3 separate regions of the Drosophila melanogaster genome follow, and all the other regions are linked to region 1. A link is a contact called in public targeted proximity ligation data. All regions are on one chromosome and are shown on one strand. The core of a region is the stretch at or near the end of the contact, and the rest is flanking DNA. Distances in the headings are between cores, read along the strand shown.

Region 1 (4,313 bases), core at 1,342-3,841:
GCGTATGTGAAAAAGACGTCGACGGTGGGCGGGAAAATCGGAAAAGCAAGGCGCGTGGGTTTTTCATTTCCAAGTCAGCACCCCACGCAGCTCAACATTATCCGCCCCACGATGCAAATTAGATTTAGATTTTGACAAAATTCGCCTTCATTAATTTTTTTCTTTTGTAATACACATCTTAAAGTTCGTTCCACGCTCAAAGGGAAAACGAATAGAAAACAAGTTTCTTGAGGTAGGCACCCTGCTGATGACAGACTTTTCCCGCTTTTCGCTTTCGCATTTCCTCTGTGCAAATATACCGTGGTGTGTCGGGCTGGAAAAACAGTTTCTGTTTGTTCTTCGGGCGACAAAGTCCTAAGAAAACAATGTGAAATTAATGGCAAGTTAAGTGAAAAGTTGATTGGCATTTTTATTCTCCGCTTGGTGGTAAAATATGCGGCAACATTAAATGTTTAGGCCTCAAATCTTTAAATTTATTCTTAAGTTTACCAATTTCACATCAGTATATTTATTGGAAATACACTTCTATGAATTCAGTTAGTATTCAGCATTTTCGTATGCTTTTAAATTGAATTCATATCCTTGTGGTATTTGATTTATTTGCTACTCATTATTTACATTATTTATGCTTTGCCACATTATTCTGCTACGAAATGCCTTCTTCTTGTTGGCCAATCAAGTGGAAAACAACATTAGCATGTACATTATTCAACGTTTAACCACATTCTGCCTTATCTAAATGCATTTATTCAGGATGTTGCACATATTTCTCATTTCGGGCCAATTTCCATATGCATTTCGATGCTCTTTTTATTTTTCACAGCACCACGGTGCACAATGCGACTGAAAGGATGCTGCAAACACCAGCACAGCAGCTCACTAACACACACGCATTATGCAAATGGCGACACTGAAGCTGACGTCTAAAAAAATGAGAAATAGGAGTAGCAGTAGCAGTAGGGCAGCAGGGGAAAGGGGAAAGAGGAAGGGAGTAGGGAAAGGGGAAATGGGAAATGGAAAGGGGAAAGTGTGCACAGGAAATGCAGGGCTGTGTGCTAAGATGGCGGCGGGGAAAGTGAAACAGCAGCTCAAAGAAAGTCCTATATTTTTTAGGCAATTATTTGTGACTGCAAACTATTTTGGCACAATTTTTATAAACATATTGTGCTTAGGTAGCTTTAAAATCAGTTTCAAACTAAAAAATATTCCTATAAATTTGAATCATTTCTAAAAATCCATTTAAACAGCTAGAAAAGAAGATGTATTTTTTTAAATATTTATGCCATATAAACATTTTTAATCTGCGGTTTTTACTACCCGTTTTCTTTTGATCCTTTTGAATTGCATAATTTTTCATGCTCAAAATTCTTATATTTATCAGTTATTTTTTCGAGTGCACTCCACTTAACCCATTGCAACTTAGTTGCCATAATTTGCACATTTTAGCTGCGATGCAAATGCACGCCGACGCATGCCAGCGACAGTTGACCCCCGACCCCTGTGACTCCTACCCTTTCACACTATCCAAAGCACAACCCCCCACCATTCGCTAGCCCCCTTTTAGCCCACAATTACCGCCCAAAACGCCCCGTTTTGCCACATGAAACATGATATACGAGCCAAAGCGAATGTTTTTGATAGCTAATGGAAATTGCCAAGAAAACCAGCAGCAACGACAGAAACAAATTCGTAAATATTCTAAAATACGCCTCTTTGCTTCCACAAGCACTGTGCACTGAGCGAAAAACTATCAGAATGTTTTCTTTTTTTATAACAAAAGAAAGCTTTCATATATCACCAATGTGAAAACCCAATTGAATATAAGCAAATATTTCGATAATCAATGGCTATGTATGTTTAATTTTTTTTTTTTCAATTATTTAACAAGTGTTTTTCTGCGAGTGTAGAGCCAATGCCACTTTCATTTTGCAGCCCCTTTTAATCTGCAGTTGCTCCAAGCAAATGACAGCAAATAGCTGGCCTTTGGTATGCGAATCTTTATCTGTTTTATCAGGTTTATTTGTTCATTAGTTCGACGTCATCGGGAATTATCGTTGTACAGTGTGCATTCGATGGTGTGGGAACTTCAGCGTCTCAGGTACAGCGAGCTGTAGGGATAGGCTCCGTAGGCGTAGGGCGTGGCGGCATAGACGCCGCTGGTGTAGGCAGCACTGTACGTGGGTGCGTAGAGTCCGCCCGAGTAGGCGTAGGGCGTGGCAGCAACCACAGGCGAGGCCGCACTGTAGGCGGTCAGGAATTGCGGCTTGCCACAGGCAACGGCCAACAGGGCGAACAGGCACAGAGCGAACTGGTTAGAAAAGTTGGGTGAAAAGGGTGAGGGGGGATTTCATTAGCCAAGGAAATAATTACAGTCTTTTGGAGCTGCCACAACAATAAAACTCCTTAGATTCAAATAGATCTTATGTTGTGACTTGAAAGGAGCTTAATAGAACCTCTGATTGCATTATTTCAGAATTCACTTTTGTCAGATACTTGTATCCTTCATAGGTATTTACTTGATATCCCTTTAAATACTCACAAACTTGAACATCTTGAATTGATTGATTTTGGTGGTATATCCGCTGATTGAACAGAAACTGATATGATTAAACAAACGCAGAAGCCCTGGCTTTTATAGTAAAACCTAAGTGGACTTTTGGCTTCACTATCGGCTTTGGTGGGCGGCCCACGAAAAGGGGCGGTGGGCGGTGGGTTAGAGGTCACTCTTGACCCTGGCACGTTTGCTCATTTGCTGTAGTATTGTTTTTTTTTCCTACTACGTTTCTGGCCCGTTTTAATTTGGCCCAAACGTCTTTATGGCCGCTTTGCGCTGCGTGCACTGCATTCTTAATAGCGCTTTTGTTTACCTATGTATGTTTTTTGCTAGATGTTTTTGGAGAAAAAAAATAAAAAATAAAAACGGAAGCAATCAGAAAAATTCCCTGAGCAAATGCAATTTGACCTCTGGCAATGTTAATTTGTGTTGGCCAGATTGTCAATTATCGTTATGACTGCCAGAGATTCCTTGCGCAGCTCCGAAATAGAAAATTCCAAGAGGAATTCCACAGCGAAGACCTCAGAGAAACGGGTTGCCTTGGCTACTTGGCTATGTGAGCCTCATTTTTCTTAGCCCTTTGCATTGCTGTTCCTATTGTTTAGATGCAGCTGATTGTGTTTACACTGCTCAAAACTTATAGTCTGATCACGAATAATACTCAAGGATATAGAAACATTTGCTTTAAATTAATCAAAAGTGAAAATAGAATTTTAGTGTTTAGATTGAAAATAGAAATTTTGTTTCAGTTTGGCGCCTTCTTTGCTGTTACGCTTTGCCCACTCCACAAACATTCAATTTGTCAAGTTGTTAAATTTTAGCAGCTTTTCAGCTGTGCCCCGCCCACTTTCCCAAGAGCGCCCACTTTCTTTGCTCTCGCCCATTGTTGAATGCTGTGCATTTTGCATTTTAAATACAATATAAATTAAGTTGGCAGCTTCTGGCATTGAGAACAGTTTTCGGCAAAGCTGCTGAATGAATGAATGGCAGCCCTTTTATCAAGATTCTCAAGTTAATTTTGCTGAAGGATAAGAAGTTCGGGGAAAATGGGCGGGGAAATCGAGGAAAAACTGACATTGAAGACGAATTGTTCGCTCGGAATGAAGTGGAATTTTATTCCGGTGGGTGGAAAACTTTCCTTGACGATTGAATAAAACGCTGAACTGTTGGGAGAACTCAAAAGCACAATACTATTTTAAAATAGTATTACCAAAGATGTTGGATACCATAAATGAGTTAAGCACAAACTCCATTTGTTTATAAAAATATAATGTGCAAATATGATTTCCAATTTATTTATCCATAAATAATGAAAACATTTAAACATAATATTTGAATCTTATAAATTGTCTCTTTAAATATTAAGTTCGTAAATATATTTGAACGATCATTTACAAAATTAATTTTCTTCGTATAGTTTTGGAGTCACACAAAACATCGGCGAGAAATTTCTCGCATGCGATAAACAGTAAATATTGCACTGCTTGAAGCAGTGCTTCGCAAACTTGCGGCGCCTCTCAAACTGCTATTGTTGTGCTCTCTCCCTGAAAATTTTCTCTCTTTGAATTTTCCATTCTGTTTTTCATTTGCGGACCTGCGCTTTTCATTTGCCGGCATTTCTGGAGCAACAACAAAATTCCAGCGCTGAGTTTTCCCCCTGCCATGCCCCCCTTTTCGTATTTATATATTTAGCTCTCATTAAATATTTTCAACTAGAGCGAAAGATACTTCCGTTTCCTGTTTTATAAAAATAGTACTT
Region 2 (4,313 bases), core at 670-3,169, 310 kb after region 1:
GTTAGGGAACAAATTTCTTAATGAGTTGGGACTTTCGAACCCGAAGGGCTGTACAAAGAAAGAAAATATTAACTAAAGGCGTTTTTAATTCAGAATTTCACGATAACTGAGAGCAATCATCAAAAATGATTTAAATGCCAACAGATTTGCTGTCTCCTCGGAGAGATAAGACCAATGTGAGATCACTACAATGAATTCTCTAGAAAGAATGTAACACAATATAGTTCATTGCATACCCCTCAATTGCGTTCTAATTAAAGTTAAAATTTCATAGAAGTAAATTCTGTACTTACGATTTCCCTCTGCAGCTTGGCGATGTTGAAGTTTGCCTGGGCGAGTCGCACACTCAAAGTGGCCACATCGCTGGTCAACTGTGCCCTTTCGCCGGCATTTCGATCCACCAGCTTGAGCATCTTGTCCTCCAGGCTCTGATTGACCTTTTGAACCCGCTTGTGCGATTCGTAGAGCCGATCGTACTTATCCTGCCACGCTATCACACTATCCTCGAGCTCCACTTGTCGTTCCGTTTCCCTCAAACAGGCCGATTCCAGGGCATACAGTTGCGTTTGTTTCTCGATTAACGCCTGTTGCAGCTGCTCGATTTCCGCTGCTGCGGGGGCGGATGTGGCAAGGGGCGTGGCAGCTATAGCCGGTGCTGCCGTCGCCGTGGATATTGCCGATTTTGCAGTTGATATCTCTGCCGCTTTCGGGTTGCCCGCTGTGGCCGCCTGCAAAACGAGTAAACACGCAAAATGAAATTATGAGCTGTAAATATTTTGTAATTAATTTTGCTTCCGGAGAGCACAAAACAACAACAGCAACGCATACCGGACGCAGAGTGTCACACGGTTTCGACTGCAGTACCCGCACTGAAAACACTGAAAAGGCCCGGACAAAGCGAACTCCGTAGAATGCTGCGGACAGCTTCATTATTTTGCCAGCGGATCTCCTCTCCTTGTGTGTTGTTATTATTTCCATTTTTTTTTTTTTTTTTTTGCTTAATTTTAAAACCTCATTTTAAAAAGCTTTGAGCGGGCTGTGTCATAAAAATGCTCGTCATGCCCGGGAATTTGTGGGCCAGGGGTAAGGGGATTCGACTTAACCCATAACGTACAGCATCTGCTGCAGATAAGGTATTAATCAGTGGTTTGGGGTGGGGTGTAAGGTTATATACCCTAGTCAAATTAGTCGGAAATATTTTAATTACCTTGATTTCATTATATTTCATTTTAATTTATTTGTAAGTATCAAAAATAGTTAAAAAGATCATAATTTGTAAATTTTTAATTCTGTAATTACTAGTCATTTGATGATAAGTGCATTGTTTTCAGTATATTTTATACAAATAATTTAGAGAATACACTATAACTCATATACCCCACAAGATACAGGGTAGGCTACATGGATCTGGAGCTCTTGACAACTGATAAGCGCAGTGTAATTGTGGATTATACAGCACGCAAACATTGAGAGAGTGAAATGAAACAAGAGAGATCATTTGAAGAGAACCGAAAAAGAGATAATACCTGAGAGCTTTGGCTTCGATAAGTTTTTAATCAGTCCAACGTATACATATATACGAATTTATTCAAAGAACATGGTTAGAAAATGAAAACATCATTAAAACATGAAAAATAGTTTGTATTTCTAGTATGTAATAAGAGAACTTTAAAACTAAAGCAATTTAGTCGGTAATATATACATATATTGATATATATAGACATGTTGGTATATGAAAAAGGCATTTAACAAAAGAAACATTCCGTTGCGTTTTGTCACTAAACCAATATTTTGCTGGAGATAAGACACAGAAATATTGAACTGACAGGTGTTGAAGAATTTCCTATTTCGTCTATCTAAATTAGAATTACGAACCACTGTCGACCCCTATAAAAACACGGTGCTAAGCTCTGAAGCCATTGTAAAGTGGTTACAGTGGTCACAATACGACATGGTTTGGATTTGGAGCCTAATTGCACTCGGAATAGTTGTTGGCGCAACGGTAAGCGTGATCAATAAAAATGTTCAATATATTTAATTTCCTTGTACGCTTCAAACATATTTTACAGGGGGAGAATGGGAGTAAACCGAATACCACCGAACCGACAACGACGGTAAAATCTTGAAATCCCTAAAAGCCATTAAAGAATGCGTAATCCTTTTCTCTAAATATATATGTACATATTCTTTAGGCGCCATCCTCACGAACTCCTGAAACAACTACTGTGAGTCCCTACACTGCACTCGATAAGACAATAACCGATGATCTTCAGAATATTCTAACCACATATGAGCGTGAATGCATTGGTAATTCTGAGTTCACACGTAATCTTGACCTCATACGCATCGCGGTAAAATGGGACCAGGGTCGTTTGAGAGAAAAGATAGAAGCACGAAGAGACTTTGATGTGTACAATGAACAACGCATTTTAATTGAACGACAAATTGATGAGCGCATAGAGGCCCTCAATAATATCCTGCCTACCCAGGAACCGAATAGTTATTGCTCAGAATTTTACTTGAAGCAAAGAGAAGCTCTTAGGAATGCTAAATCACTTTCGAATCAAGATAAATCAAACACTTTAATAATTAACAAAGCAATTTGCACTATCAATGATAATTATAATGATTATTTTCTTTACTAATCAGCAATCAGTCTAAGTGAAAAAAATCTGAAATGTATTTACTTATATTTATAACTCAAACCTAATGATTCAAATATATATATGATACTTGTGAGAACATTCAAATTGGAGAAATGATTCATACCGGCTTGCAAAAATTAAAAAGTAAGCACTTATTTGCCAAGTTAGAAGAGTGCTACTGAGTGCTTTTCCTTGTCACTCAAGTCACGACCTCTGCTAATCCATAACGCGGTTATCAATATCAATACTCATCCATCTCCGGCTTGTCCAATTAAGTTGGGGAATCTCGAGTTTAGTTGGAAGTCCCGACACAGATGGCCGGGAATCAAAGTGCAAACTACGTTGGCAAACAACTAATTGGATTAACTTGACACAAAAACGAGAAGGAAGGAGTTGCAGCCAGAATGTCACCAGTGAAAACTTTGTCTTTGGTTACTCCTTTGGACTCCTTGAAAGCGTTGGAAAACCACATGAGTTTTCCTTTCGTCACATATGAGCGACAGGAATTGGCGAGGGAAACTCGCCTGTCGCCTGCGCTCAAACCTAAAAACTGCAAAATGTACAGAAAATTTAATTAAAAAAGGATTTTCGGCCTGTGTGCCAGTTGCTTGGCTTCCTCGTCTTCGCTGAGCTGGCCCCTTTCGATTTTTCCCACATTTCCCACTGCTCGAGCAGCCAAATAATTTTTCTTCGCACTCCATTTCTGCCAACAACGCATAAGAAAATTCAATTTATAGTTTGTGTGTGTGTGGGCGTGGCAAATTGCCAAAGACAGACAATGCTATTAATTAATTTGGAAAGCATTTGCCGGGCGGAAGGAAGGTGGCGGTAACAATTAAAATGGAACCGGTTAAAGTGCCGTCGGGGTGTTCTTAGAGGCCAAAATGATGAAGAGTTGGCCAAAAAGTTTGCTTTTCGCCTGCACATGTGTGAGTTTCCGGTTCAGTTTAGGTACACACTCGTACAAATTTATGTGGGCATACATTTTCCCGGCATATGATACTTGTTTTCCCTCTATGATTTGTTTGCCTTCGGTCATTAAAACCATTTTCGTGTTTCCACATTTCCCTGCTTTTATGTTAGGTTTTTGCCAGCGGCCAGTTTTTCAATAATTTATTAAATGTTTTTCGTTTTGATGTACACAAATAACTTAACAAGCTAAATGAATCAGTTTTTCCGTATAGTTAATAGTTATAGTTAATAGTTAATAGTTATTACCTGTTTTTTACACAATTTGTTAATCATTTTTAATTGATTATTAAGGATTAAGTTGTAAACTGAAAAATAGGCTAGATTATAGTTTTTATTTCCGATTTAATGCAATTCAATACAGCATGTTCGGTTTAAATCGTATTTCATTTTACTGTCATGGTTTCGTTTTAATATCTGTAAACTAAGGTGACAATTTTTTTGTCGCATTACAGATGATCGCTCCAGTGAATTAATCAACCATAAATTATAGGTGGCAGCGGAAATCCGGTTATAATATGTTATCAGTACATAGTTCTAAAGTCATTCGAGTGTTGCTATTTGTAAAGCATGTAAACCACTTGTAACCAACTTAATCCAACTTTACGTCAGATTCGAGCGGTAAAAGCTACTCAAAGAAATCATCTAATATCAAGTACTCCCTTTTGTTTCTTGAAACTCCCACTTCAATCCATTCGC
Region 3 (4,313 bases), core at 543-3,042, 280 kb after region 1:
ATTCGCTGCCCTCGCTTCGCTCTTTTGGTTATTGATATTAATAAAACTTTTCTTCTTTCCTCAGCCCAAAAAGAAGTCCAAAAACAAATCGGCCAGCAATCGTGGTTGCTCAACAAGTTACGTCAGATGCGTTGGTGGGGATTGCTGTTTCAGGGTTTTTTGCCCGGATCCCGGAATACAAAACAAAAGATTAAGCTTTTGAGGGATTAGGATTACGGCCTTGTGTACCGGGCAAACAAATGTGCAAGTCTTTGGAAAAGCGCAGATAAGCGGGCGAATTATGGAATTTTACTTGTTTTTTTTTTTAATTTCTCTGCCGCCATCTGGAGATGAAAGAACCTTAATGAAAAACCTTCCAAACATTTAAAGATATTGTATGTTTATTTCCATAGTTTTATGGCTCTTCTTAAAACCTAACCTTCCTTTAATTGCCTTTAAATGTCAGTCTTTCTTAGCCAAAGGTTATACTAATATCTAGGTCGACCAACTAACTTTAGTTTAATTACACAGAGTGGCATTGACCGGAAACCTGCAATTTAAATTGTTCGTTCGCCTTGAACTTTAACCGACTTGTCGTTTGTATGTGCACCCTTGCATCTGTGCTTCAGTTTTTTGTGGGTCACCATTTACTGTTTCTTTTTAAAGATTTTTAAGGGTTTTACTTCTTGTGATATATTTTCTTTAATCTTAAATCCTTTTAAGTATATAACTCACCATCTTTAGCATTTGTTGCCCCCGTTGTTGTTGTTGTTGTGGTGGTGGTGGCCATAGTTTTAGTTTTTGATTTTATTGTTGCTGGTGTTGTGCAGGCAGAGGCCTCTGCCGACGCCGACGTCGCTGCTCTGTAGAAAGCCGATGTTGTTGTTGCCGATGTGGATGTGGTTAGTTTTGTTGTTGTTGCTTCCACGGCGCCAGCAGCTGACAAACTTCGCGAGCAGTGTATTAGTCACCTGTTCTTTACAGGTGCAAGAAGTAGGGGGTGGCAACTGGATGGGCTTTGTATGCGTATGTCAGCTGATAGGGGGGAAAAACGCGAGATTTGTTAATCAGCGTGGAAAAAGGCGAGGATGGGGTTTTCCAGGTGTTCCGTAACCAGGAAGTGCACAAAAATTAAAACAACAAGAATTAAAAGTCATGAAGCTAGTTTTGGTTATCTTGGTAAGAATCGACTTTATTTGCGGGTTTCATTCATTTAGCAAGTATTTGGAATTTATTTTAGTAGGGATTTTGTTTTTTTGATCCATTGTCCACCATTAAGGTTTTAAGTTAACTTTCGTTACTTTTAGATATCAAATCTATATATTGATATTTTGGGCACTCTGCTGCTTCTCTAATTTTGGTTCACTTAAGTGGCCAAGACTTTCTATTTAATATTTTTGCTTAGCACACAAGCAGCTGCCTTAATTTATAATTGAATTTATCAAATTTATTTCTGTTATTATTTCGCTTGCTCTTTTGTTTTTATTTTATTTTTGTTGCATGTGCGTCGGTGTTTATGCATGTGTGCGCGCGTGTGTGTGTGTGTGTGTGCGTGCTTATGCGAGAGTTGGTGCACTGTGTGTTTGTTGTTGTTGCTAGTGACGCGTACGCGTGTTTTCTCGCTCGCACCTGCACGTTTTCACTGGCTCGATTAGTTGCCGCACGCTGCTAACGGCCGCTGCACATGTTTTCGGTAATTTTACGCGATTATTTGTTTAGTTTCTTGTGCAATTTCACAGTTGTTTTTTGACGGCGACTCGCGGAGCGAGCACGAATTTGGTCACACCACATCGCCAGTGTGGCCAGGCAGGGGTCAGCGCCAAAAAATCAGGCGGCGCAGCTGAGAAATACCAAAACATATGACTTTGCAGAAAATACTGCTAACTTTTAACAGCACGCAAGTAACAGAATTCTGTTAAAAAAAAATAATTGTATTGACTTAAGTTCTACAAGAACAATACTAATTTCTCTAAATTTCAAGAAACAATGCGGTTCCTCTAGCCTTTTAATCGGAACGGTAAAGCAACTAGCTAGAGATCTTATAGAAACTAACAAGTTAAAATCCAAGGTTAACAGTACATTAAAATACAACTATCCGGCAACGTCAAAGTCATCTTTTCCACTTTCTGGCAGCCTGCTTTCAAAGTTTTTAAAACAATGAAATAACTGAATTCTCATATTGCACTTTAAAGAAATGTGGATTGCAACTGAGGGCAAATAACAATAATATAAAATTGTTCCTTCATTTTTGTTTTGTTAATATATAAAAATATCATGTTATTTGACAGAATGTTTTTTATAGTTTTAATACAACATTTTCTTGAGTTCTTTAATATTTTTGAATTCAACGTTTTTATTACGACTCCAAACCTATTTAACAGCCAACATAAATATTAAAGCCACTGAAAATTTTTCTAAGGCTAAACTCTCTTTTTTCTATATTTTTCTCGAAGTTCAAAAGGGATAACTGACCTTGGCAGAAATTCGTTTACAATTATTCACTATTGTTTTAGACCCAATAAACATTTTTTTACAATTTGACAACAAATTTGTGACCTTGACAAGAAAATATGACACCAATATTTCGGCAACAACAATCGGCTTAGGTTGATAAGTGAGGTAATTTTGGATGACGAAGATCGCCTGACTCTCCCACTCGCTCCCAGTTTTTTTTTTTTTTTTTTCTGACATTTTGTTGCTGTTTTTGTCACCCAATTTGCACGGGTATTTATTTGTTTTTTGATTTTTTTTTTAGTATTCCGCACGGCTGTTGAGTGAAAGTTGCCACCGTTTAGAGTAATGTGTGTTGTTGTTGCTGCTGCCACGCCCACTGCCCGCCCGCCTTATCGTCACCTGTCGCTGGATGTGAGTGAGGTGCTAATTCGACAGTCAATTGTGTAAAAAAGAGTACGGCTAGCAATTGCATAATATCAAAGCTAAAAACCGAAACTCGAGCAAAAATATTTTGGGCGCCAGAGATCAGAGAAAAAGAAGGCGATTAACCAACTCCAAGAAAAGCCATAAAAATCGACAGAACCGAAATGAGTTTTTTTTTTTGTTTGTAACTCGGGGGGAAACGTGTTCTTCCCATTGCCGAAATCAATTTTGTTGCAGAATTAAAAGCCACAAGCTGGGGTCATAAAATATCTGAAAGAGATCAGTTGTGAGATCCCAGAGTTTCAAGTCAATGTCCTTTGCAATCCACTTCGATCTTTGATTGCTCTTGATGCCCTCAGAAAAGGTATACTAAAATAGTCAGGCGATTAGTTTTATATTTTTAACTTTAATAGCAATACTTGATAGCACTTCTTGTGGAATATTAACAATATGCAATAGTTCAACTTATATAAACTTATAACCCATATCAAGCTGTACCAGCCAAGAATCATTATAATTCCTCGAATTGAAGGGTATTGAAACGCTGTTTTTAAAAATCAGTGCTTCCTCGTTTTTTAGTTGAATTTCGTTCTTTTTTTTTATCATCTTTGGTTGTAAATCGTCTTGGCCCTTGCAGGTTTGGCCTGTTTGCAGACCTCTTGTTGGCCAAAAGGGCCACAGAACGAGTTCTGACCACCGCCGATCGAGCTGCAAATGGTTCAATCGATCGATCGATCGATCACCATATGAAAGTCCCAAGTGGACAGGAGATAAGTTTTCCTTCTATGCACAGCAACGTTTTCTCCATCAAACGTTTGACCCATTTAACTACATTTAAATGTTCTCATTTGCATAGAACACATTTGGAGCTTTGTTCGCCGGTCTTGTGGGCGTTTTGGTTTGGTTTCTGTGCATTTCTAATGAATTATTAACCCAGAACCGGGGGAAAACGCATCCCAGCGATGCATCTTCCCTGCAGAGACAGTCGGTCCAAAGCTAATTGACTCTAAAAATAGCCGGAGCAGGTTTCTCCGTCCAGTCTGCGTCTGCATCTCGACACTGCATTTAAGTCGGTCTGGGGAACGGGTTTCCATCGAAGACCAAAGATCCAATGAGCTCAAGATTCACCATCCAGTCAGCAGAACGGCCGATAGGGCCAAATGCGTTTCTTGTAGGAGCGTTTAGCCAAACAAGAAAACCAGTAAAATCTGCTGATCAAATGTCGCTGCCTGGAATCGAGTCAACAAGGAATGAGAGTGAAAAAGTGGAAAACCTGCGGAAAAGGGGGAGTTGCATGCACCAATCGATGATCAGGGAAGACTGCAACAGAGACTAATCGCTGCACAGTTGGTCAATGTGAGAAATTTTGTAACCTTTAAAAACATTTAGCAATTATCACAGCAATAGATTTTTTCACGGATGTTTAGCTTATCCCAAGATTATCTCAGTTCAGTAAA

Evidence for each region.
Region 2: a contact with region 1 is called in a targeted proximity ligation map of the Kc167 cell line, with 7 times the contacts expected there. A contact is called at or near these places in 3 of 107 Hi-C or Micro-C datasets (the Ras3 cell line, the S2 cell line and wing imaginal disc) and 2 of 7 datasets of targeted methods (both in the Kc167 cell line).
Region 3: a contact with region 1 is called in a targeted proximity ligation map of the Kc167 cell line, with 6 times the contacts expected there. A contact is called at or near these places in 6 of 107 Hi-C or Micro-C datasets (the Kc167 cell line and the S2 cell line) and 2 of 7 datasets of targeted methods (both in the Kc167 cell line).

What each region holds. Positions count from the first base shown.
Region 1 is chr3L:3,789,082-3,793,394 of dm6, reverse strand. It overlaps CG32266, which reads right to left and starts at 2,591. Exons shown (of 2, transcript NM_168040.2): 1 at 2,540-2,591; 2 at 1,835-2,308. The coding sequence starts at 2,551. The coding sequence ends at 2,087. The region is part of intron 2 of CG32264; the gene reads left to right.
Region 2 is chr3L:3,482,259-3,486,571 of dm6, reverse strand. CG43074 reads left to right here and starts at 1,919. Exons shown (of 3, transcript NM_001259675.2): 1 at 1,919-2,002; 2 at 2,070-2,114; 3 at 2,193-2,740. The coding sequence starts at 1,952. The coding sequence ends at 2,645. CG42324 reads right to left here. Exons shown (of 6, transcript NM_139562.3): 2 at 294-728.
Region 3 is chr3L:3,513,230-3,517,542 of dm6, reverse strand. Eip63E (Ecdysone-induced protein 63E) reads right to left here and starts at 1,792. Exons shown (of 11, transcript NM_001202113.2): 1 at 1,609-1,792; 2 at 715-1,014. The coding sequence starts at 769.